7 separate regions of the Mus musculus genome follow, and regions 1, 2, 3, 4, 5 and 6 are each linked to region 7. A link is a contact called in public ChIA-PET, HiChIP or PLAC-seq and promoter capture Hi-C data. All regions are on one chromosome and are shown on one strand. Each heading gives the region's core, a stretch centred on a gene start, on an enhancer-like site or on the middle of the called end of the contact. The rest is flanking DNA. Distances are from core to core; before and after follow the strand shown.

Region 1 (2,901 bases), core at 200-2,699, 680 kb before region 7:
CTGGTTCAGAAGATCTCAAGTTCAGGGTCTTATATAGTCAGTCCTCTCTCCCCACCGTACTCCTGGCTCTCTCCTAATTCTTCAAAACGGACCCAAATATTACTGCAAGTGGCACAGAATACTTGCAAGTGTTTTCTGATGCTCTTTGTTCAACTTTGCAAAAACAAAACAAACAAACAAACAAACAAAACTCTATTTTCCTTTCCGGGAGGGGGCGGCTTTCTTGGGAATTTCTTCTGTTCTTGAGGGTCAAGAGCAAACATGTGAAGATTTTTCTTTTCATCTTGAAACTCCAATTCTGCTTTAAGATAAACTATGTCCTAATTATCCTGGGGACCACTGAAGGTAGAAAGTCATTTCTCTCTTTGTGTCTTTTCTTTTTAACCCAGTCACTTAGAAAAGATGAAGTCGTGGCTAGTGATCAGCAAGCGGGAACGAAGCTGAGCTGTCTCACTTTAAGAATGTCTCAAGACATATCCTGCTCTGGCAGTTCCAATAGACCAGCGCAAAAACCCAACTCCTTGTGGCTAACCAGAACCTGCCTGGCTGAGCTACTTTGTATTCACTGCCCTGCCCTTTCCTGCCTTGAATAGACTTGGAGAACGAAAAAGCACCAGCTTTTGGAAAACCTGTTTCATCTTTCCAGCCAGAAAGTGCAGTAATTGATGCCTAGACCTCCAACTTCTGACAGACCTCTTGGTGAAGGTATGGGCCAGCAAGCAGGACCTGCTCGCAGGCAGAACTCCTTCCCCTAGCGCCCCGGGAGCCGCGCTCAACCGTGCGCTCCTTCGCAAAGGCTGCACAGGTTCCTCCCTCCAGTCCTCCTTCCCAGCACGCTCCTGGGACCCAAGTGGGAAAACATTCTCCTCTTTCCACCCCACCCCACATTTACAAACGCAAGTCTCCATCCCAGGGTGGCAAAGGTAGACGATGGATGGTTCAAGTATCATCGATTCCATTCATCACTGCATCCAGCACAAGGACGCCGCCTCGTTGCATAATTAAGTGATGAAGGCTCTTCCCAGGAATCTCTCCATCCAGGGACGTCTTTAAGTCGCCACAGCACACACCGAGGTAGCTCGCTGAGGAAAACCGAGTCCACCACCCTTCTGTCTACCCGGCAAAGGGGTGGGGGACAGCACTTCATTGAGACCCGCCACCCCCGAGTTCCCAGCTCACCCTCGTACATCGGCGCTCGCGCTCCTCCCAGCCGCTGGCGCTCTGCTCGGGCCTCGCGGGGCCTGTGGGCGTCCCCGGAGCCCCGGAGGCGGGCTCTGCCCAGACCTCCGCACCGCTACCCGCCTACCCTCCTGCAGGGTGCAGGGGTGCAGCCACGCCGGAAGGAGGAAGCCGGGCGCGTGCGAGCTTCGGGGTGCAAGACCGCCGCCCACTGCCGCCCGGGAGTGTGGGCCTGGTCCTGCGCGTCGTCGCCGCCACCGCTGTGCACGCGCGCGCGCGTCCACGTTGCAGGAAGCCAGGAGGACGCACCGCGCACCCACCATCCCAGGCCTCCTGGTCCCCATTGGCCTGTGGAGAAATTGTACAGATGCAGCAACCCAGCCGCACCGCGCAGAAAACACCTTGGAGAAGGCAAAGGAAATCCAAAACTTAGGAAAACGCAACAATGTCAACGACAATGAAACACATAAGTAGATCAACAATCATTCTTTAAAAAAAAAAATTTTTTTTGACCTGAGGAAAGGTCAGATCGCTTGAGCTTTGGTATAGTACAAATCTTTATTCTTCCTTAGTTATTTGCATTTGTTTCTATTCTGTTTTATTTTGTTTTTTCTTTTTTAAAAGACCATGCCTCAATGGAGTGCAGGCTTACCTGTAACTCACTCCGAAGCTCAGGTTGGACTCCAGCGTGAGGCAATCCTCCTTTCTCAGCCTCAGGGATGCAGGGCATGGTAAATGCTAGGTACCACACCTTCCTCTATCCATAGATTTTTTAAAATTACTTTTATTATTTTTATGTTTGCATCTCTGTGTGGGTGTGTATACTTGAATATAGGGCCCACAGAGTCAGGAAAAGTGTGGGATCCCTTCCAGCAAGACTTAAGAGGGAATTGTGAGTTACTCAGTGTGGGTGCTAGGAACTGAACTCAGGTCCTCTGCAAAGGTGGTACCACCTCTTAACTGCTGTGCCATCTCTCCAGCCCCATTCATAGTTTCTTAACAACCCTGATTGGTTACCTGGGCATGGTGGCTCACTTTAATCCCAGTATAGGGAGGCAGAGGTAGGCAAATTCTTGAGTTCTAGTCCAGCCTGGTCTACAGAGCAACTTCCACCAGGTCTACACAGAGAATGTCTCTCTCTCTCTCTCTCTCTCTCTCTCTCTCTCTCTCTCTCCACACACACACACACACACACACACACACACACAGAGAGAGAGAGAGAGAGAGAGAGAGAGAGAGAGAGAGAGAACTGGTTAAGAAATGTCTGGAGAAAAACTTTTACAAACTGGCAGGGTTGGTTTCTCAGTGAACTTATCTCAGTCAGAAGGAGTCATCTGCAGACAGGAAGCCTCCCCAGGAACACAACACAGACAGTGAATGGGGAGTAGACCCCATTATCTCCAAGGCTGTTCTCCTGCCCAGGAGTACTGGGCCAGGCTCCGAGAAGACAGCTTCTGTGTGATTCAGAAGTCCAGTTTCTGTACGTTTCACTCAGAAGCTGTGACTTTTAAAAGGCCCAATTTATGAAGATTATGACTGACTTTTGTCCTGACAATGGCTGGCCAGCCCTTGCCCACCTCACCTCCTGACTCCTCAGTCCCTCCCTCATCTTGCCACCCCTCCTCTGTTCCCCCAGAACTTCTGGTGGGTCTTCCTCAGCTGGCCTCCTACCATCAGGCTTTTCCTGAGCCTTGACCTGTCTCTTACCTTCCCCCCACCCTG
Region 2 (2,969 bases), core at 23-2,522, 690 kb after region 7:
TGTGGATGTGAGTTAGAAGTACTCAAGGCTGTGAGAACAGCCTCTGGAATACAGACCCATGGGACAGGGCTAGGGCAGGGTTAGGGATAAGGCACCAGTTCCTTGCCAGACTTAAGCCTGCCTTTCGGAGGCAAAGGAGCAGTCCAAACCTTTGGAAATGAGTGAGGACCTTCTGCCCTGCTAGGCCACAGGTGGCATCTATGATATACCATTGATGCTGCCCCTTTAAGCTTTCTACCATCTCAGAGTTTCCCCCGGGGTTACTTCAACCTTGGGTTTCTAGGCTGCATACGCGAATAAGGCAGGAAATTCAAGGCCTGTCCACGCTGGAAGGCATGCAGGAAATGGCCATGTGCTCTATCTAGAGGTATTAAGCAATCACTGTTTCTTTGCAGTTGTATTGCAGGGTGGTGCATTATATGTGGAAGAAGCTGGGGGGTGAGGGTAGGGAGCACGGAATGGTTGGTGCTATTTCCAGGACCACAATGTCCTCCTTGCACCCTGTCCTAAAATTTGGCTATTCTTGATTTTTTTTTTCATGTGCTTTCTGAGAACTCTGGAATTCTCCTTTGCAGAGCAAATCCTACAATTAATTGGGATATGATAAGGGGACCTGTTTTTCAGCCTGGTGGACAGCAGTAAAGCAACCAAGTAAAAAGCCTATGAACTATCAACTCTTCACCAGAGCTCTTTAACTCCTCCTACCTATAAAGGCTGCGGGCCTTTATACCAAAAGAGGAAATCAAGGTATTGCAAACTTAATGACTCGGCTAAGTGCTCAAAGCCAGTTCGAGGCACACAGTACTGGGCTCCAGTTGTGCTGAGCACAGAACTGTGTTTTCCTCAGGATCTGATACCCCATGGGTCACCAGCTCGGTTCTTGTTAGGTGGCACAATCTGGTTGCGATGTAGACGTGAGTTGACCCATCTAATTTTGGTTTGGGTGGGAACACAGAGGCTGCTCAGAGGAGCCAAGCCATCTGGGAATCAGAGCCATTCTTCCTGGAATCTGGGACATCTGGCAAGGATGCAGGGATTTTGGAATGCCCCCAAGGAGATGCAGTGACCCTCCAAATGCCCCCAAGGAGATGCAGAGACCCTCCATTGCCTCCACCCCCGGAGGGATACAGAGACCCTGGAATGTTCTGCGTGGATGTAGATATTCTGGGATGTGGGGCAGAAACTCCACAACCCAACCTATCCGGCTCCCAGGGCGGGGCATTGGCACTGGGCCAGCTAGCTCCGAGCCCGAGGCTGAGGACGCTGGCCTGCAGTCTCCGCCCGCTGCACGCCCCCGCGGGCGGCTCAGAGTGGGAGCAGCGTGCTGCTCAGAAGGTCTTAGCTGGTGCGGGGTTCCAGGAGCCGCCTGGGAGCGCGGCGCCCACCTAGAAGGGCGGGAGCCCAGCTGGTGCCCGCCTGCCCCAGAGCGGAAGGAATGTGACCCCCGAGCGAGCGCGGAGCAGCCCTTGAGCGGCTCCCAGGGCTCCGGTTGCTCCCGGCCTGAACGGGTTTAGTTCGGAGCTGCTGGATTGTTGAACATCGCCACTGGGGCACCCGGGCACGCCCAGGTAGGAGAAAACTAGAGAGTTCCTGAAATAGGGTCGCAAGGCCTCAGAGCTGCCTTGACCCAGACAAATGCCTTTCTTAAGTTACTCCCAGTAGCCAGCAGGTCAGCGTTCTCTGTGGATGTAGGATAAAGGTAGTGACAGTTTAGTCCTCCCCCTTTCTGGTGTGTGTGTGTGTGTGTGTGTGTGTGTGTGTTGGGAACTTGCCCAACTCTTTAAGTTTGCTCTAGGTAGATGAGTCTCCCTTGAGTAAATTGCTCCCAGGCCTTGAAATTGGGCCAAATGCAACTAACTTGTTCAGGAGTGTCCCTCTTAGAGGTTTGGGCTCAGAAGAGAGGTCTTAATGAGGCAAGAAGTGGATTCCTTAATGCCCCTGATGAGATGTCTCCTCTCTCCAGACAGGTCGATACTGGGGAATGTAGATGCATTATTTACAAAACCACACAGCACTTGGCTGTTTATAGGGCCCCTTATTCTTACCGCCCTTTCTCCTCCCAGAAGTCCTGTAGGTGAGATGCCAAGGTCACCTTGCTTTATATCAGAAGCTTAGCGGCTATCTTTTCTGAGGATTGGCACCCTCTGAGCTTCAGATCCCCTTGGGGAGACCGGGTGAGTGAGAGCGGCTGCCAGGGAAGGCAGGTAGACTCATCTTCCCACCAGGCTAGCTCTCTGTACTGCTTCCGATGTTCACCAGCTGGGAGCATCCCATCTTTCTGACCCCAAGGAACAGCCTAGGAACTGAGACAACAGAATCTAATCAGTTGGGCTACTTGGGCCATGATAAAGAAGAGATGAAGTCTATCTGTCATTGGAATTGGTGCCCGAGTCATCCTCACTTAATAGTAGTCTTCTGGGTGGTGGATATCCCACATGGAATCCCATGGCTGTGAGCTCCAGGAGCTGGTGCTGGTGACAAGTACTACCTCTTCCCCCTCTTAACTTACCAAGCAGCTGCTGGCATCCTTTTCTATTTTGATCTCTTCTAATTTCTTAATATCCTACCCATTATCTAATTTAATTATATATACACACATCTTAAACTAGCTTCTGACCTAAGTGGAAACATCGTGGGCTGGCTCCCATTCTGGTGCATAGTATTTACTTGCCAGTAGGCTCAGTCTTGGGTGGCCATTTGTTCTAAATTCTCACACAGCCTTGGCTCTGCTGAAGCCCCATGCTGTGATGTGGCAGGAGAGTGCTCTTCCTACTCCCGAGGCTTGTAACATGTAACATCTTCCGCTGAATCTCCATCCCAGTGAGACCGCTTAGCATTAGCTTTCCTCATTCTACCAAACCAATAGTCACTGAACGCGACTATGTCCCAGGCACTGGGGGAAGTATGAGGGAAAGTGAAGGAACTAAATGAAAATCCCCGTCTTCTCATGCATAGGCCCTCTTGGCAAG
Region 3 (2,923 bases), core at 342-2,841, 590 kb before region 7:
TTTAATGAGTTTTCTTCTTTAAATTGTAGTGTATGCCGTAAAGTAGGAATTCAGTTTTATCTGCCTCCAAATGACTATCCAGTGTTTCCTACGTCCTTCATAGAAGGTCTACATACCTTCCCCAGTCAACTAAGATTTATACACAGTGTCATGCTGTGGCCGAGGCTTGTCTCAGAACTCATGATGTAATCTCCAATTAAAGGCTCAGCTGAACAGTTTGTTTCTCGTGTGTATTCAGTTAAAGACTTTATCCATGTTGTAGTCAATGTAATAAAACCAAAAGTCAAGACAATGAGTTAACAGGGGATTGTTCTGAAGCACACCTGCTGTAAAAAGCAACTGGGAACATTATTTCCAATACACCAGGATACATCTTTCAGTGGATCCACCTGGAGCAAGGAAAGGGCAAACCACACCTGCTTTACTGCTGTGCGGTGGAGAGAAGCCTGTGATCAAAGTCCCTCAAGTTAAACTATCTCACAAACTGATTTTGGAAGTGAAAACTGGGAAAATTCATTCACAACACTAGGCAAATTAATTAACACTTTAAAAGGTCTGTCTGTAATCTGGTTGGAATGTGTTGGGTTAAATTAAATCCATGCTCCTTGTTTTTTTCAGGGAATAGTGTAATTTTTTTTCTATATTAGTGATTATTCCCCAGAAATTATCAGTTCCGAGTCCTCAGCTGCAGGGATTTAAGTTGTCTGGAAATAACACCTTAGTGTAACTGTAGTTTTTGTTTGTTTTTATAGACAGAGGTTCACTCTCTAGCCCTGGCTGGGTCTCCTGAGTATTGGAATTATAGATGTGAACTACCACACCTAGACACCTGCAGTTTTGAAAGCTCCTTGGTAATTCCAAAGTGTACCCACGGTGTGTGCTTGAGCAGAGGCAGCAAGGTAGTCCAGGGCTGTGGAAGGCCTTTTAACTCCCGTGCTCTCAGTTCCAGCTCCGAATGCTGTGGATCGCCCTGGAGCCTGTGCTTTTGCTCAGGGTCACACGAGTCTGGTATTAACCAGAGAAAATGATTCTCACTGTGGCCTTTTCCTTTTGTGAGGGTGAAGGGGCGTGGAGCCCAGGCGTTCCCCACTCCACCGGTTTCTCAAATCTGATGCTGTAACCGCAGAGGTTAGACTATGCTCTAAACAAACCCAGTGAGCTCAGTAAACAAACCCAATAAGCAATTCATCCCATTCAACAGAGAAGGTGTGTGACCTCCAGGTGACCCGGGTCACTTTTAATCCTAGCATCGGGTCACTGTCAGGCAATTCTGCTTCCGACAGGCTCCGATTGGCGGCCCGGGAAGTCGCAGAACCTATGCTTACCTCGGGTCAGCCCCAAACAACCAGCCACTTTCCCTAACAAGGTAGCGCCTGGACATGGCCCGAATGACGTCACCCTATAGTCCCACCCACCGGAGGCACGGCCTGTCATTCCAACGCTCTCAGCCTTCGCCCGGGTTCCTGAGGACCAGGCGCAGACTCCAGTCTTCACTTCCTCCTTGGCTCCGCCCTTTTCGTGCCTGGGGGCGGGGAGAAGACCGGAGGGGGCGGTGCCGCGCGTGCGCGGAGAGGAGCGGAGGGGCTGGGGCAGAGGGCTGGTTTGAGTGACTGAAGGCAAGATGCAGGTGAGTGTGGCGAGCTCGGGACCCCAAGTCTGCGGTCGTTTGGCTTGGTGGGCTCGCGCCAGACCCGGAGCCGGGTCTACATGGATTAGTTACAGAACTCGGCGGACTGCGGGGAGGCCCGGCGCAGGCGCACTGCGAGAGGGCGGGTGCGGTCCCTCCGGCCTCCTGGGCTGGGCACTCCTGCTCCGGTGCGTCCTGCCCCGCAAATCTCTGTCCTTTGGTAGGCACCGGACTTTGGGCTCGTTCTCCTCCAGGCCTGATGAAGGCCCCGACCCTCCTGCCATCTAGAGCTGACTCTAGATGGTCCGTTGGGAGTGCTTTCTGGTTTCCAGATCTGAACTCTAGGCCTCACGACTATTGTTAATTTCTAATATGAAGAAAGGTGGAACTCCTTAGCAATTTTTTTTCCTTTTTTGAGCTGGAATTAGACAAAAGCCCAAAGAAAGTGTGTTAGAGAACCGCATCGGAATAGCCTTAGAAGAGCAAAAGTATGCGTCAGCCACTTTGTCGCCAACCTTCTATGTGGCTGTGTTTAAGGATTCTGAAGAGTCTGGATGGAGGGTAGATGGACCGTGTAGTTGTGGGCTCCGGCTTAAGAGACAGACCTTGGGGACTGGAGGGGGTGGTCATCTACACATTCAGCAAGCCGGCCACACCTACACCTGGGAGGCAAGAACAGGCTCAAGTAAAGGGATATACCTAGTATTTTGTGCTTACTAAACATTAGCCGTCAGGAGTGACTCTGGAGCAGGCCAGGCGTCTGCTATTCTCAGATTTATCCTTTAGACTCTAAAGCTTAGGGAAGTCTGTGGGTCTAGCCACAGTCTTCCTCTTCCCCAAGTCTACTGCAGGCTCTCAGGACAGACAGATGGTCAGTCAGCATGTCACAGCGTTTTTGCATTTTCAGGTCCCTCTGCCTGGAATGTAACTTCCTTTGGTCTCCAGGTTCCTCTCGTTGGGGAAGAGTTCTCAGGACTCAGATAAACCTTCTTTAATTAGTGCGTAGCTCTGACCTGTTGTTTAGAGAGGCCCAGCTTCAAGCAGACACCTTTCATGGTTTATGTAGGGTTAGCCAGTCGTCTCCTGGTGTTTTGGGGTTTTGTTTGTTTGTTTGTTTTTTCTGAAGCTGAAATGCGCAGGTTTCTGGTTAAGACAGTGTTTGCTGTATCGTTGCGTAGCTCTGACCTGTTGTTTAGAGAGGCCCAGCTTCAAGCAGACACCTTTCATGGTTTATGTAGGGTTAGCCAGTCGTCTCCTGGTGTTTTGGGGTTTTGTTTGTTTGTTTGTTTTTTCTGA
Region 4 (2,882 bases), core at 233-2,732, 940 kb after region 7:
TGATAAAGATGGAGTAGAGATTGAGGGAAAGGCCAACCAGTGACGGGGATAATGAGCAGGCATAATAATCAGATAAGAGGAATGCCAAGGGAAGAGGAAACGTGTTGTAATTATACTTTAATTTATTTGCAAACATTAAAAAATTTAAAAAAATAAATTTAAGTAAAAAGATCTGAGTCCATTTGGAACATAGTCTGTTGTGTGGTGCGAGTGGAGAATTTGTTGCGTAGTTTTCCATAGGGCGACCTAAGTTACCACACTACGTCTAGTTTGTGATGCTCTTTCCTATTTTTAAAAATTTCCACACACAGTTAGACTTGTTTCTACACTGTCTCCTCTTCTGTTCCACAGGTCAGCTCTCTCTATTCATGAGGGTGCTCCGCAATGATTTTACTTGTACCAAGTGTTAAAGCCTGAGTTTCCTGTGGTGACTAAGACCTTCATCTGATCCCAAATCTCCTGTGGTTCATGATGTCCTGCTTTTCTCTTCCAAAAACAGTTTATAAAGGACACATTAAGCTTCGAAGGAAAAGCTGTTGATGAATTCACTTCAGGAGACCACACTGGCAGTAACTTTGGGCTTAACTTTAAGGTCTATATTCAGATCTCTGAGGTTTGATAAGGACACTCCCAACGCCCAGGCACTCTGAATGTACCTCAGCCTGAATTAAACCATTATCATGAACAATGCCTGGTCTATCCGTTTCCCCTTCATCCTCAGTATTCCTCCTTTAATCCCATTTAGATTTTGGATTACTGGGCTGTCCCTGTCACACCCTGGGAGTCTAAGCTCATGTGCCCTCATGTGCTTTCCTCTGAACCTGCAATAGGTGGTAGGAAAACCTCAAATCCTTTTGGGATTTGAGCTAGTTCCACAATTAGCATGAATACATGATTTTATTTATTTATTTATCTATTTATTTATTGGCTTAGACCTGCCCTCAGTTGCTAACTCTTCTCTTAGATTTTCACCTTCACCTCAGGTCAACACTTACCTTGCCCCCACTCTGACATGAACTTGGGCTCTGCTTTTATTTTATGCTCTTCTCCAGCCTTGTGCTGAAACAATCCCCATGGTTTGCTGTGCCCCGCTGCTTCAGCTTGTCTTTATGGGGAGAATAGGCTCCGTTTAATTAAGAGGCTTTGGGACTAGTGTGGTCTCACGGTCCTCTAAATTGTTTTAATTACAGTGCAGTTCTTAATTAGGCATTCCACGGTGCACAAGCATAGCCTCCGAGCCTTTCAAAGCTACGGTTATATCACTCTCCTCATTGATAAATTATTGCTCTGTAAAAGTGATGCTGGAGAGAGAGAGTTCATCAGAAGAAAGCCTTTAGGTTTGAAATGAAAGGCAAGGTTGGCAGTGCTTGTTTTAGAAGAAGGGGGAGGAGGAAGAGGAGGAGGAGGAAGTAAAAAAGAACTCCCCTGTTGAGAAACCGTGTCGAATGTTAACATTTGGTACAGGAAATTCCTGTAAAGGAAGCAGGCTTACTCACCATTTCAACTAAACCTAACCACAACCCCTTTCTTGTCAAGGAGGCTGGCCAGAGGACAGCTTTGAATGCTTTATTTCAGGAGTTTTCTTCCGTGGATAAAGGTAGTTTACTTCATTTCTCCTTTGTTATGACTGGGCATTTTCCAACACCAGAGGTCCTTTACAAAATTCCAAGGTTGTCCTTTTCTGTCCAGGTATAACTTATTATTTCAAAACTGTATGGGTTGGATAGTCCTTAAATCTTCTTCAAGTAACTCTCTTGCTAAGAAAAAAAAATGTAGCAGAACCCTTTGAAAATGGGTGTTTTTCACACTTTTTTTTTCAGATGCACAAGCTGGCATTCACTGACATAAAGACTTGAATTTCTTTATTTGTTGTGTATGTAAGAGCAGGAAACAAAGGTAAGAGACCAGAATATTCTTTCCCTAGATTCCTTAACCCCTAATATATATTTTTAAAGGACTTAAAAAGTGAATTGCTAAAGAGTTGCTTTTTGTGGAATATTTTTAATCACAGGTGTGCTATTAGGCAGCAACATTTGTATCTCAGTGTCGGTTTTAACCTTAACTTGTATAAGTGACTAGTTACAAAGTAAACCTTTGTTTTAAACAGTGATTCTTACATTTTATTGAAAGGATTATAGAGGGATTCAATCAAATGCGGGTCAAATCTGAATGGCCACATTACTTGTCCATCTTTGGAGGCAAGCACTGAACAAGCTGCTATGGACCATGTGAGCATTATCAGTATTCTTTGACTACTGCAATTATTAGACTAGGCCATAGCATCTCTTTTTTATTTGTACTTTAAGGGTGTGCACAGGACTGAGAGGCTTCCTGGTGATTCATTCACAGCTTTCATTTTTCTCCTCCCAGCAAAAGCTTTGTTCTTTGAAAAACTTAGCTCATTATTACTCTAAAATATGGTCAAATTGGGTATCTTTTGAATAACTTCAGGCTAACTTTTTCTGCTTCTGAGAAAAAGAGAGAATTTTTAAATAAAAGCCTTCTGGAAAATTTTAGGAAAGAGACCTTGCAGATCTTCAGATCATCTCACCGGCCTCCGACCTCCTTCTGTAGAGAAGGCGAATAGTGGTGGCAAGATGAGAAACTTTGAAACCCTCTTCCTCCAGATATGATTCTCCCTTCTACTACTGAACAGGTATGTGGTCATTGTTTCATAACGGGCACCGTTGCTATGAGTGATGCAACATTTGGTTTTCTACTGGGACAATAAGAATGACAGCACACATGTTTTACAGAATGACAAACTTGAGTTTTACATTTGCTGGTATCTGTCAGTCATTTTTACTCCCATATGCAGAATTGGCAGCCATGTTGGTTTAAGTTGGCCAGTGCTCAACAAGTACGATGCTCTACTCTTGGAT
Region 5 (3,090 bases), core at 266-2,765, 800 kb after region 7:
TGATAACTTCGTTTACAGTGACCATAATTTCCTGCCCCTGTAAAAGGATGACATCAAGAAGAAAAGAAAGCAGTTTGTGGGCAAAGAGCCCTGAGAAAGAAAAAGCCAGGAGACTAGGGAGAAAATCATGCCTTAATTTGCCAAAGTAGAGCAAAGACTCCATTTGGCATTTCCCCGTGGCGCTGTGGCACCCTCTAGTGGCGATATTAAGAATGACGCTTCTCCTAGGGCAACGGAGTCCTTCGCAGGGCACCACTTTTAGAAGGTTCTCGAACTTCAGGCTAAGAATGTGCTTCTTCCCCTTAGTCTGGATTGTGCAGGTGGGTCACTGCTTCTAAGATGAGCTGGATTCCTCCTCAGGCAAACCACACTGCCTATGTTAAAGCATACCACAGTCACGATTCCTTGTAAGAAAATGTGCTAGTGAGGCCTCCATGAAGTCCCGCATGTTGCTGTCACAGATGAGGTAGTCTTTGTGTAAGACACTTGGGACCATATCTATTCAAGCCTTCTGATCTTTGGGGGGTGGGCCTTGAACTACTTAAATATGCATAATGAGATACCTTGGGGCTGGGTCCCACCAAGTCTGATAACGATTTTTATTTACATTTGATATGCTTCATACACGCAACCTCCAGGTAATTTAGTGTCCGTGTTCAGTTCTTTCTGATTTCACATTGCACGAGGGCAGGCTGGCTTTTCTGTCAGAGGTAATGTTGTGTCTGTGGAAAAATGCTGTCTATTTGAGAGCACGTTGTACACTTTTTAAAAAAGACTAGTGACTCAGCCTGTAACTGTAATAATTATTAGCCCGACTACACTAATATTATTTTTACAGCAATTGGCACCAGCAATTATGGTATCTGATGTTTACTGGTAGGTACAATGGATCAGGCAGGAGCTCCAAAAACAACAGCGGTCACCGATTGGCTGATTCAAATGTGGCCTCCCTCTGTCAGGGCCAGCAGCACCTCTGTGGTTTTGGTAGAGGGGCCCAGTGGTGGTCTGACTCCCTAACCCATGAACGATGAGCATGGGAAAGATCTGCACTATGGGCCACATTGTGTTTTCCGGCGAGCTGTTGGCTTCAGCTAAAGTGTTCCTTTGCAGGGATGCTAAACCTTTTTGAGTGAGTCTCCCCCTTGGTGTTAAGAACAATGTCACCTGGTGAAATAGGGTTGAGAGGGAGCACAGGGAGTATGTTGGGGTCCCTGGACACCTGTGGCACAGGTTGTTGTTGGTTTACCCAGGGCTGGGGCTCCTGCGTTGCCAAGGATAAAAATTAGGTAGTGGAGCACAAGTGTCACGACCTCTGCCCCCGAAGTTCTTGTGGGCATCAGCCATGTTGTAAATTTGCATCTCAGTTTGGGGTTATGTACAAGTTTAATGTCAGTGCCAAATCCGACGCTTTAAAACCCCAGCAAAAGTGCAGCTGGTGGATTCCAAACACAACCTTTCCACATTGCACAGGGTTGTTTCTTCTGTCCTGCAGGGGGCACCCTCGTGCTTTTCCTTCTGAGTAGAATCTGTTTAGAACTAGAAGGTTAGCTTATATAATACTGGAAGGGGCTATGCACATTGCTGGAGGCAGTGGAAGAATCATTAGTCTTACTGAACTGTGAAAATCATGACCTACAGGATGCAGAGTGGAGCCTCACCGCACATGGTGTCAGCCCTGTCTCTCAGATACTCTTAGCTGCGGCTCTGGTTCACTGCCAAGGATATCACGTGGATTTTGGTAACACCTTCATGCCCTTTGACAAATTGGAATCTGCCCAGAGCTCTGACTGAGGTGGTCCTGTGAGAAATGTATCTATGCTTAGTTTGACATGCTGTGGGTAAGCCTCCCATGGTTACAGAGGAAACACCTCCGATCCTAACTGTGTTCTCCAGAGAGAAACATTTTTAGGGTACAGGTAGAGCGAGCCAGTAGTCAAGAGTTCTTTTGAACAGTCAAGAAAGTGGAGATTCACCTTCCAGAATGGAGAGTGCGCCAAACCGCGGTTGTGCCAAGCAGCTACCTCTAGGATCTGGACTCATAATTTTTATTCAACTGTCTCTCTTCCCTTTCCCACCTCTGAGGTGGTCTCGGGGTGGTATCCCCCTTGGAACAGAAAGAGGTTTTCTTAGGTTCAATCTTTTTTCACCATTCAGTCTGTTACAAGTAGGTTCACTGGATAAAATTCGATGCGTAAAGATGTAACAGCAAGGAGAGCTGAGATGTTTGCTAGGGCAACGGGCTTTCTAGGAGGCAGCCTGAACCAACTTTGCTGTTTTCTCAGAATCCCGTGCTTTCTCTTCACTAGTTAGCTTGGCTGGCTCATACCCAGCTGTGAGCCCTCTTATTTACCTTCCCCAGTGTCTCTGGCCTTGCTCCTTAACCCTGACGTTCTTTCTCTTTAACTGCATCAGCGCAGCATTCTGCGGTCCCCGAGGTTCTGCGTACCGGAAGTTCCTGACCCAGCTTCCTGCAGTGGTCTCAGATACACCAGTCTGCTCAAGATCCTTTTCCATCCTCTTTCAGAAACTAGAAGATTTTACGCCCAGGTATGAGCAGCAGCCTATGTGCATCTCCAGGCCTCCAGGAAGCACCCTGCCCCTCTCAGGGATGAGCAATCGCCTATGCCCGTGTCTGCCACCAGACAGCAACCCTTTTTTTTTGTAGCTCATTGTTGTCTATTTTGGAGGCACAGTGTCTGAAACTGGCCAGATGAGCTGAATCAAGGCAGGGTTACCCAGTTCCTCGTTCTTCCTGACACTCAGTTCTAGGAAAATTTCTCTTAGCATCCTTCTTCCTCATTTGCCTGGTTGGGTGAGGAAGAGATGTTCTTTCTCGAATTAAACAGCGGTGAAGGAAAACCCTCGGTCTCCTCAGATGAGTTATGATTGGCCGTTGGCCTATGAAGCTGGTGGCCATCATTGGGTGGGCTCTGTTCTTATGGAAGGCCATCGACCTACCTCAGCTAGAGCTTCCATTTCAGCCCTGTTGAAAATCTGGGACAAGAGGCAGCACAACGTTGATGTTATCTTTGGGCCCCCACCCTTCACATGGGAATGGTCAGAAGATTTGAGGTAGCCATGGTATAGGAG
Region 6 (2,818 bases), core at 88-2,587, 890 kb after region 7:
TCTGATAAGTCTAAACTATTTGCATGTAATTGAGCTGGGCAGCATGGCACACTTGGGAGGCAGAGGCAGGTGGATCTCTGTGAGTTTGAGGCCAGCCTGCTCTACAGAGTTAGTTCCAGGACACCAGAGCTACAAAAAGAAAACCTGTCCTAACAACAACAGCAACAGCTGCAGCAGCAACAACAACAACAAAGAAAAAGAAGAGGAGGAGGAGGAAAGGAAAGAAGGAAGAAGGAAGAAGAAAGGGAAGAAATAATAGATTTTTCTGTAATGAACACACATATGCTTTGATGCTTTTGCTAAACTCAAAATATTAGTTTTATTTTACTGTTTTGAAAGGTTCAAAGCATGATCCATGTAAAAATGTCTTCTGTGGGGCTTTCTCCCATTTCTACTTTTGTTCCCCTCATTTCTTCAAAGTGCTTGTCCAGGCAGAGCTGACCTTATTTGCTTACCAGTTACAGGTAAACAAAGCGTTTCCTCGTGTTGCCTCTTGTAGCCATCTCTGTATTAGATTAGGAAGGGAAGGAGCCGTCCTACTGTCCAGTTTGTGAGTTCTGGTAGAAAGAGTGTTGAAGTTTGTTAAATGCTTGTTTTCCATGTATCAAAATGTTATGCCTTTCCTATTTATTATTGTATGACAAATTATTTTTCACTGGGCAAAAATAATTGTGCCATTGACTCCTTGTGTGTTTTCTTCATGTGTGTTTGAAGAGTTCTAGCTTATTAAAAAAAAAAATCTAGAAATACTGTTTGGCCTTCGTTTCTTTTGAACAGTTTAAAATCTCACTATAACTTCCCAATTGTGGCTTTCCACCCATCCAGGAGGCTGGGCATCCTGCGCTGGCTGGCACTATGTTGGCTCTGCGAGCCTGGCAGTCTCAAGGACTCTCCTCCCGCAGTGCAGGAGTCCTGGGTTCTCAGCGCCCTCTGCCTGAAGGGTGTGGCGCGCACAGGGCACACAGGTGGTTCTTGTGGTTGAGTAGACAGGCTGCAGGTTCCGGGAAGCCAAAGGCGGTGGCTGTGCCTCCCTGGAGGTCTGGCGGAGGAGTCAGCTGAGATCCAGGCAGGAGAACTCCAGGGGCTCTATCGCCTCAGCGGTGGGGTGTCGGGGTTAGTTCTGGGAACTGTGGAGCTCTTAGGTGAGCAGGGACATGCAGAGAAACCCTGCCAGGAGTACAGGTCTTCCCAGAACTGAAAGCTTGAGCGCTCCTGGGTGGAGCAGCCTGTAGCGCCCTAGGCTTCAGTCCCCCAGCTCTTAGGAGCTCCTCCCATCCCAGGCGGTGCCCACCTGAAACCTTAGCTTTTCCTTTCTTCTTCTTATTCTGATCTTCCTCTCCCAGCCCTCCACCTCCCTACCCCCGGTCGTTGGCTTCTTCTTCTTCTTCTTCTTTTTTTTTTTTCCTGCGATAATTCTCTGGTTTGCCAAATCTCTCTAATCAAGCTCCTGGCCTTGCCTCACTGTGCCTTCCCTCCCTGTCTGTTGTCACAGTTGTGGACCAGGAGGTATTTAGTCTCACTTGCTGGGCGAATCCTGCTTCACAGATGTAAGTGAAGGAGAAGCCACTGCCCAGGCCTGTGTGTGGGCCACCTCTCTGAAGGTAAGGGCAGACTCTGATGTCCAGTCCTCACTGTCTTCTGCTGTCTGGAGCAAGGAGAGGAACCACCCACAACGATCCTGAAAACAAGGTCAATTGTGAGTGGTGTGTATGTGTGTGTGTGTGTGTGTGTGTGTGTGTGTGTGTGTGTATAACTAGTGAGTACAAATGTATATGTTCTTTGTAGAGAGGTATGAACAGCTAAAACACAGCAACAGTTGATTTGTTCAGCTCTTACCCTCTGCTGACAATACACACAGGTGTGCTGTATTTTAGTTGCTTAATCCTCTTAGGAGACAAATGAAACAGGCAATATCAGGTTTAATAAATGGTGTGAGGGGAGAAATATTCAGAAATTTATCTAAGAACATCTTCAGTTATCGCATCAGTGAATGACCCATTTATGCAGATTTGGGGAATAGTTCACTCTCCCTCATGAGTACATGCATGTACATATGTGTGCACTGATGCATGCACAAGCGCCCACACACATGCATGTACACTCACACTCTTGTGCACACACTCGTGAGTCACACACACAAACACACACACACACACACACACACACACACACACACACACACACACACTGCAGTCACAAGAATATCTGCCTTAGGCACACATTATGGAAAAGCAGAGAGCCTTCTCCTGGGTACCTCACCAGGAAGTGGAGGTTGGTCCAGGAGCCCTGGAAGTGCTGTGTGTTAGGGTTGGCCTGAACTGGCAAGCTTCCTGACAATGCCAAACATCGTGTCATATTGCAAGGACGATAGGGTCCCAGAGGAGGGGGAGGGGGGGAAAGGGAACATGGTCTTCATGTCCGGATCCATGTTTGTGAAGGCACATTTTGGAAAATGGAGATAATAGCAGCAGGCATTTTTACGCTAAGTGTCGTGAGGTAGCAATGACTCTCCTTTCCTTACAGATGGAAAGTCAAATGTGCACACCTTTTTTTTTTTCTTAAAGCAGAAGTGCAAGGGTGTATTCAAGATCATTTTTGTTGGTTGTACCAGACTGATTCGCCTTTCTGCAGATGAAGTAAAACACCCATTGGAGACTGTAGCAAAAGGGACTGCGTGTTTAAAAAGAGTCATGGAGAGCCCAGCTCAGTGGCGGTCCCAGCGAGGAAAAGAAAAACCTCATTGGGTGTCATAATTCACCAAAGCAGTGTGAGGGATACATCAGGGTCATGTTTTGTTAAGCAATGACTGTCCCTGAGG
Region 7 (3,039 bases), core at 95-2,594:
CTGTCTTTATAAGCTCTGTGTCGCATGCACACCAAAACAGAACGAGAACAAAAATGCAGTACAGGAAGAAAGATGTCTTAGCTAGTAGCAGAAACTTAAAAACCCTAATCACAGGAAATTCAGAATGAGTCAACCGTGTGATGCCTAAAGCTAATGTGATCTTAGAAGGCACAAGAGAAACACAATCAAATTCTGGGTCCCCGGAGAGAACTCTGTCCCAAGGATGACATTTTGCAAACTCATCCTTGTCTGTCCCCTGGAACAGCGTGTTTAGAGGTGGCCTCCTGACAGAGGTAGCAAGGCCTTTCTTTCCTTCAATGAAAACAGTTTAAAAAAAAAAATTCATCTGAATTCAAACTGTCCAAACCAGGAGCTAGTGCGATCACCCTACATGCGTCGAGAGAGAAACTACAGCAAGAAAACCCAGGTTTTTTGATCCAGGGTTTTGAAAACACTCATATTCGCCTCATCGAGAGGAAGAAACCACATCGAGTAGCCACTTTAGGTTGGTGAAGAGACAATGCGAGCCTGGCGGCGCCAGCCGTCCACTCCTACACACTCTCCACTCAACCAACTTTGGGAGTCCGTGAGCCGACCTTAGGAAGCGACCCGGGTTCGGGAATCTGTAGAGTTACTGAACTCCGTAGGACCTGCCACCGGTGTGTTTGCTACTCCCCGGCCGAGGGCCCTTCCCAGCTTTCTCACCCTCCCGAGGTGAAGCTCCGATCCTGCAGCGTGTGCACGCACTTCCCTCTCCACACCACCCGGGGAACCACCAGGCTCGCCCCGGCCGCGGCCAGCGGCCCAGCGCCCGGCCTGCTCACCCGCGTGAGACATGGGCTCGGTGGCGTTCCCGTTGCTCTCCAGGTTGTAGACCACCACGGCCGAGGCGTTCCTCCGCGCCGCCGCCAGCACCTTGTCCTTGAAGGTGCAGCCGCCTCGCGCCACCAGCGCCACCCAGGGCGCGTTGCCGAGGGCGCCGGGCGCCACGAAGCGCGTGTCGGGCGCGCAGCCCTCCGCGGGCGCGGGCGCGCGCGGGACGCCCACCAGGCCCTGCCTCTCCTCCCGGAGCGAGCTTTCTCCGAAGCGGCCGCTCTCCGACACGCTCCACACCGTCAGGTTCGACTGCGGGTCCACGTATTCGATGCTCACCATGGCCGAGTACCACTCGAGCGCCCCGCCGCCCACCCCGGGAGTACACAAGGCCAGCGCCAGCACCGCGAGTGCGTCCCGGGCTCCCACGCCGGCCGCGGGCCGCCGCCGCGCCGCCATGGCCGCCCGGCCGGGCTACTGAGGAAGAAGAGCGCGAGTCAGAACGAGGCGACTCACTCCAGGCTGGCCCACAGCTTTGAGGAGACGGCGGCGGCTCGCGAGAGACCGCCGAGCGCGGCGGGGGCGGACCCGCGGCGCACGCGCACCTGGAGGGGCGTGACCGGGGCGTGGCGACGGAAGGGGTGGGGCCCTGCCCGCGGGCGTGAGGAGTGCGCAGGCGCCAGGGTCTGTGCCGCAGGGCTGTGGGCGGCCGAGCTGAAGCTTGCAGATGCTGCAGAGAGTTGTGCAACCCTGCTGCCAGAGTCCCCAAGTCTGGGGAAGTTTGTGCGCTCCGGGTCGGCCAGCGTGGGACTGCGGTTGTGTAAAGTTTCTCAGAGGGTGGAGTTGACTGTGCAAGGCACGCGGCAAAAGCCTGGCTGCCTAAACCACTTAAACAAACAAGCAAACAACAACAAAAACCACTAAGTCAAGTTGTCCAGATGCCTTTTGTTACAAACTCTGTAATATATTAAATTCTTTGTTGCTCTTTTCTCAATGGTTGCCTTCGAGCCCTTTCTTCCTTCTCCTTAGTTTATGTGTGCCTCTGTTTGGACGAAGACGAAGGTGCTACATTAATCAAAAGGGGGGAAAAAGGGGAAAGGATTTGTTTGGAGGTAAATGGTGGCTGATAGATAGTCCTTCGACAACACAGTGGGTGGATACTTTCAGTGTACCATTAAAAGATCCTGAACACACTAAACATAGTTAAATGCAAGTATGGTAACTCTGCTCCGGTAAAATCTTGAGTAGAGCTGAGATTTGAGATGCTCTGGTAGATCAACCCCAGCGAACCTGAAAGGTATTTCCTTTGAAGAATGTGAAGTCTGACTAGACCCGAATAAACACAGGAGATCTCTCCATAACGCTGAGGAGACATCACACCCGAGTTACCAAATATCAAAAGACATTTAAAATACCTCTTCATATATGAGCTACTGAATATCAAAATGTATTTAAACCTAAGAAGTGGACACTTAAGTGATGGACTTAATGCATAGCTATACATTGTTAGGCACTATTCTGAAGACATACACACACAGGCATATACTGTGACAGACCTTCAACTCATCCCTAAGCCTGACTTATATTATCCTTTTTATCTGAGGGGCCTCAGGTCACCTCACAGATCTCTGTTGTATTGGTCAAACCAGTTTCTCCTGAGAACCAGTTCTATAAAGGAACACCAAGTCTTTAATTACACTGGACTTTCAGCAGAGGCCTGCTTCGATTCTGATGGAGCAACTGAACTCATGATTTCAAAACTCACTCACTATGCCGTTGTGCTGCCGCATTTCTGAACCATGTTCCCTGTGAGGCTTGCTCATGTTGTTTCCCCCTCTTTACTCAGTGTGAGCAAATGCCAAAAGTCCCCTTTGTGTGGCAATAAACTGTGTGATTCGTGAAATCATCGTCAGTCTCTTTATTTCTACCAAACAAACCACTAAGGAGCTGGAAATGAAGTTCAGGGCTTTGATTTCTGATTGACTCACTAGTCTTCCTTCTTTGTGCAAGAGTTTATAATTACAGGAAGTAGTTTGTTGGGGCCCAGACCAATATGTTTTAGGTTAGACCTGGTTCTTTTTATCTTTTGGATTGCATCTGTGGTATGAGACACAGCCTGAGTTCCAGCTAGGAGTAGCTTTAAAGTTAAACCTCTTCTCCCACTCCCATTACTAAAATAATGTATTTATTTTTATTTTATGTATGTGAGTGTTTTGCCTGCATATA

The links. Promoter capture Hi-C pulls out the DNA fragments that hold promoters and counts their contacts. ChIA-PET counts read pairs in DNA pulled down with a chosen protein or histone mark. HiChIP or PLAC-seq counts read pairs in DNA pulled down with a chosen protein or histone mark.
Region 1: an RNA polymerase II ChIA-PET map of memory CD8 T cells shows a contact between it and region 7, with 14 read pairs. The contact joins the promoter of Chst10 here to the promoter of Rnf149 in region 7. A contact is called at or near these places in 2 of 39 promoter capture datasets (the 3T3-L1 cell line and second pharyngeal arch cranial neural crest), 2 of 484 Hi-C or Micro-C datasets (CD4 T cells and CD8 T cells) and 4 of 115 datasets of contacts at active chromatin or transcription factors (astrocytes, embryonic stem cells, memory CD8 T cells and 1 more).
Region 2: an H3K4me3 HiChIP or PLAC-seq map of bone marrow-derived macrophages shows a contact between it and region 7, with 2.5 times the contacts expected there. The contact joins the promoter of Il1r1 here to the promoter of Rnf149 in region 7.
Region 3: a promoter capture Hi-C map of second pharyngeal arch cranial neural crest shows a contact between it and region 7. The contact joins the promoter of Pdcl3 here to the promoter of Rnf149 in region 7. A contact is called at or near these places in 8 of 39 promoter capture datasets (cranial neural crest, embryonic stem cells, liver and 4 more), 2 of 484 Hi-C or Micro-C datasets (CD8 T cells and embryonic stem cells), 10 of 115 datasets of contacts at active chromatin or transcription factors (the 230-238 cell line, differentiating embryonic stem cells, embryonic stem cells and 6 more) and 2 of 9 other capture datasets (adipose tissue and liver).
Region 4: a promoter capture Hi-C map of pre-B cells shows a contact between it and region 7. The contact joins the promoter of Il18rap here to the promoter of Rnf149 in region 7. A contact is called at or near these places in 7 of 39 promoter capture datasets (the 3T3-L1 cell line, 3T3-L1-derived adipocytes, HPC-7-derived erythroid cells and 4 more) and 1 of 115 datasets of contacts at active chromatin or transcription factors (bone marrow-derived macrophages).
Region 5: an RNA polymerase II ChIA-PET map of memory CD8 T cells shows a contact between it and region 7, with 20 read pairs. The contact joins the enhancer-like site here to the promoter of Rnf149 in region 7. A contact is called at or near these places in 1 of 39 promoter capture datasets (embryonic stem cells), 2 of 484 Hi-C or Micro-C datasets (cortical neurons and memory CD8 T cells) and 4 of 115 datasets of contacts at active chromatin or transcription factors (astrocytes, memory CD8 T cells, pancreatic cancer cells and 1 more).
Region 6: an H3K27ac HiChIP or PLAC-seq map of thymic regulatory T cells shows a contact between it and region 7, with 6 times the contacts expected there. The contact joins the promoter of Il18r1 here to the promoter of Rnf149 in region 7. A contact is called at or near these places in 2 of 484 Hi-C or Micro-C datasets (CD4 T cells and CD8 T cells) and 6 of 115 datasets of contacts at active chromatin or transcription factors (Th17 cells, memory CD8 T cells, pro-B cells and 2 more).

What each region holds. Positions count from the first base shown.
Region 1 is chr1:38,896,711-38,899,611 of GRCm38.p6, forward strand. It overlaps Chst10 (carbohydrate sulfotransferase 10), which reads right to left and starts at 1,450. Exons shown (of 7, transcript NM_145142.2): 1 at 1,180-1,450. Gm51581 reads left to right here. Exons shown (of 3, transcript XM_030243909.1): 2 at 692-923; 3 at 1,007-2,240. The coding sequence ends at 1,640.
Region 2 is chr1:40,265,314-40,268,282 of GRCm38.p6, forward strand. It overlaps Il1r1 (interleukin 1 receptor, type I), which reads left to right and starts at 1,273. Exons shown (of 11, transcript NM_001123382.1): 1 at 1,273-1,568.
Region 3 is chr1:38,986,223-38,989,145 of GRCm38.p6, forward strand. Pdcl3 (phosducin-like 3) reads left to right here and starts at 1,592. Exons shown (of 6, transcript NM_026850.4): 1 at 1,592-1,627. The coding sequence starts at 1,622.
Region 4 is chr1:40,513,880-40,516,761 of GRCm38.p6, forward strand. Il18rap (interleukin 18 receptor accessory protein) reads left to right here and starts at 1,483. Exons shown (of 13, transcript NM_010553.4): 1 at 1,483-1,597; 2 at 1,821-1,896; 3 at 2,518-2,656.
Region 5 is chr1:40,378,761-40,381,850 of GRCm38.p6, forward strand. No RefSeq gene overlaps it. Among named protein-coding and RNA genes, the nearest start is that of Il1rl2, 56 kb to the left of the region's middle. Within about 2 kb of position 1,516, at least 37 of the 459 cell types and tissues checked have an H3K27ac peak or open chromatin away from gene starts, as enhancers often do. A contact at or near this core is called in memory CD8 T cells and pancreatic cancer cells, where this site is marked.
Region 6 is chr1:40,464,669-40,467,486 of GRCm38.p6, forward strand. Il18r1 (interleukin 18 receptor 1) reads left to right here and starts at 1,338. Exons shown (of 11, transcript NM_008365.2): 1 at 1,338-1,689. Il1rl1 (interleukin 1 receptor-like 1) reads left to right here. Exons shown (of 11, transcript NM_001025602.3): 11 at 1-747.
Region 7 is chr1:39,576,003-39,579,041 of GRCm38.p6, forward strand. Rnf149 (ring finger protein 149) reads right to left here and starts at 1,345. Exons shown (of 7, transcript NM_001033135.3): 1 at 825-1,345. The coding sequence starts at 1,272.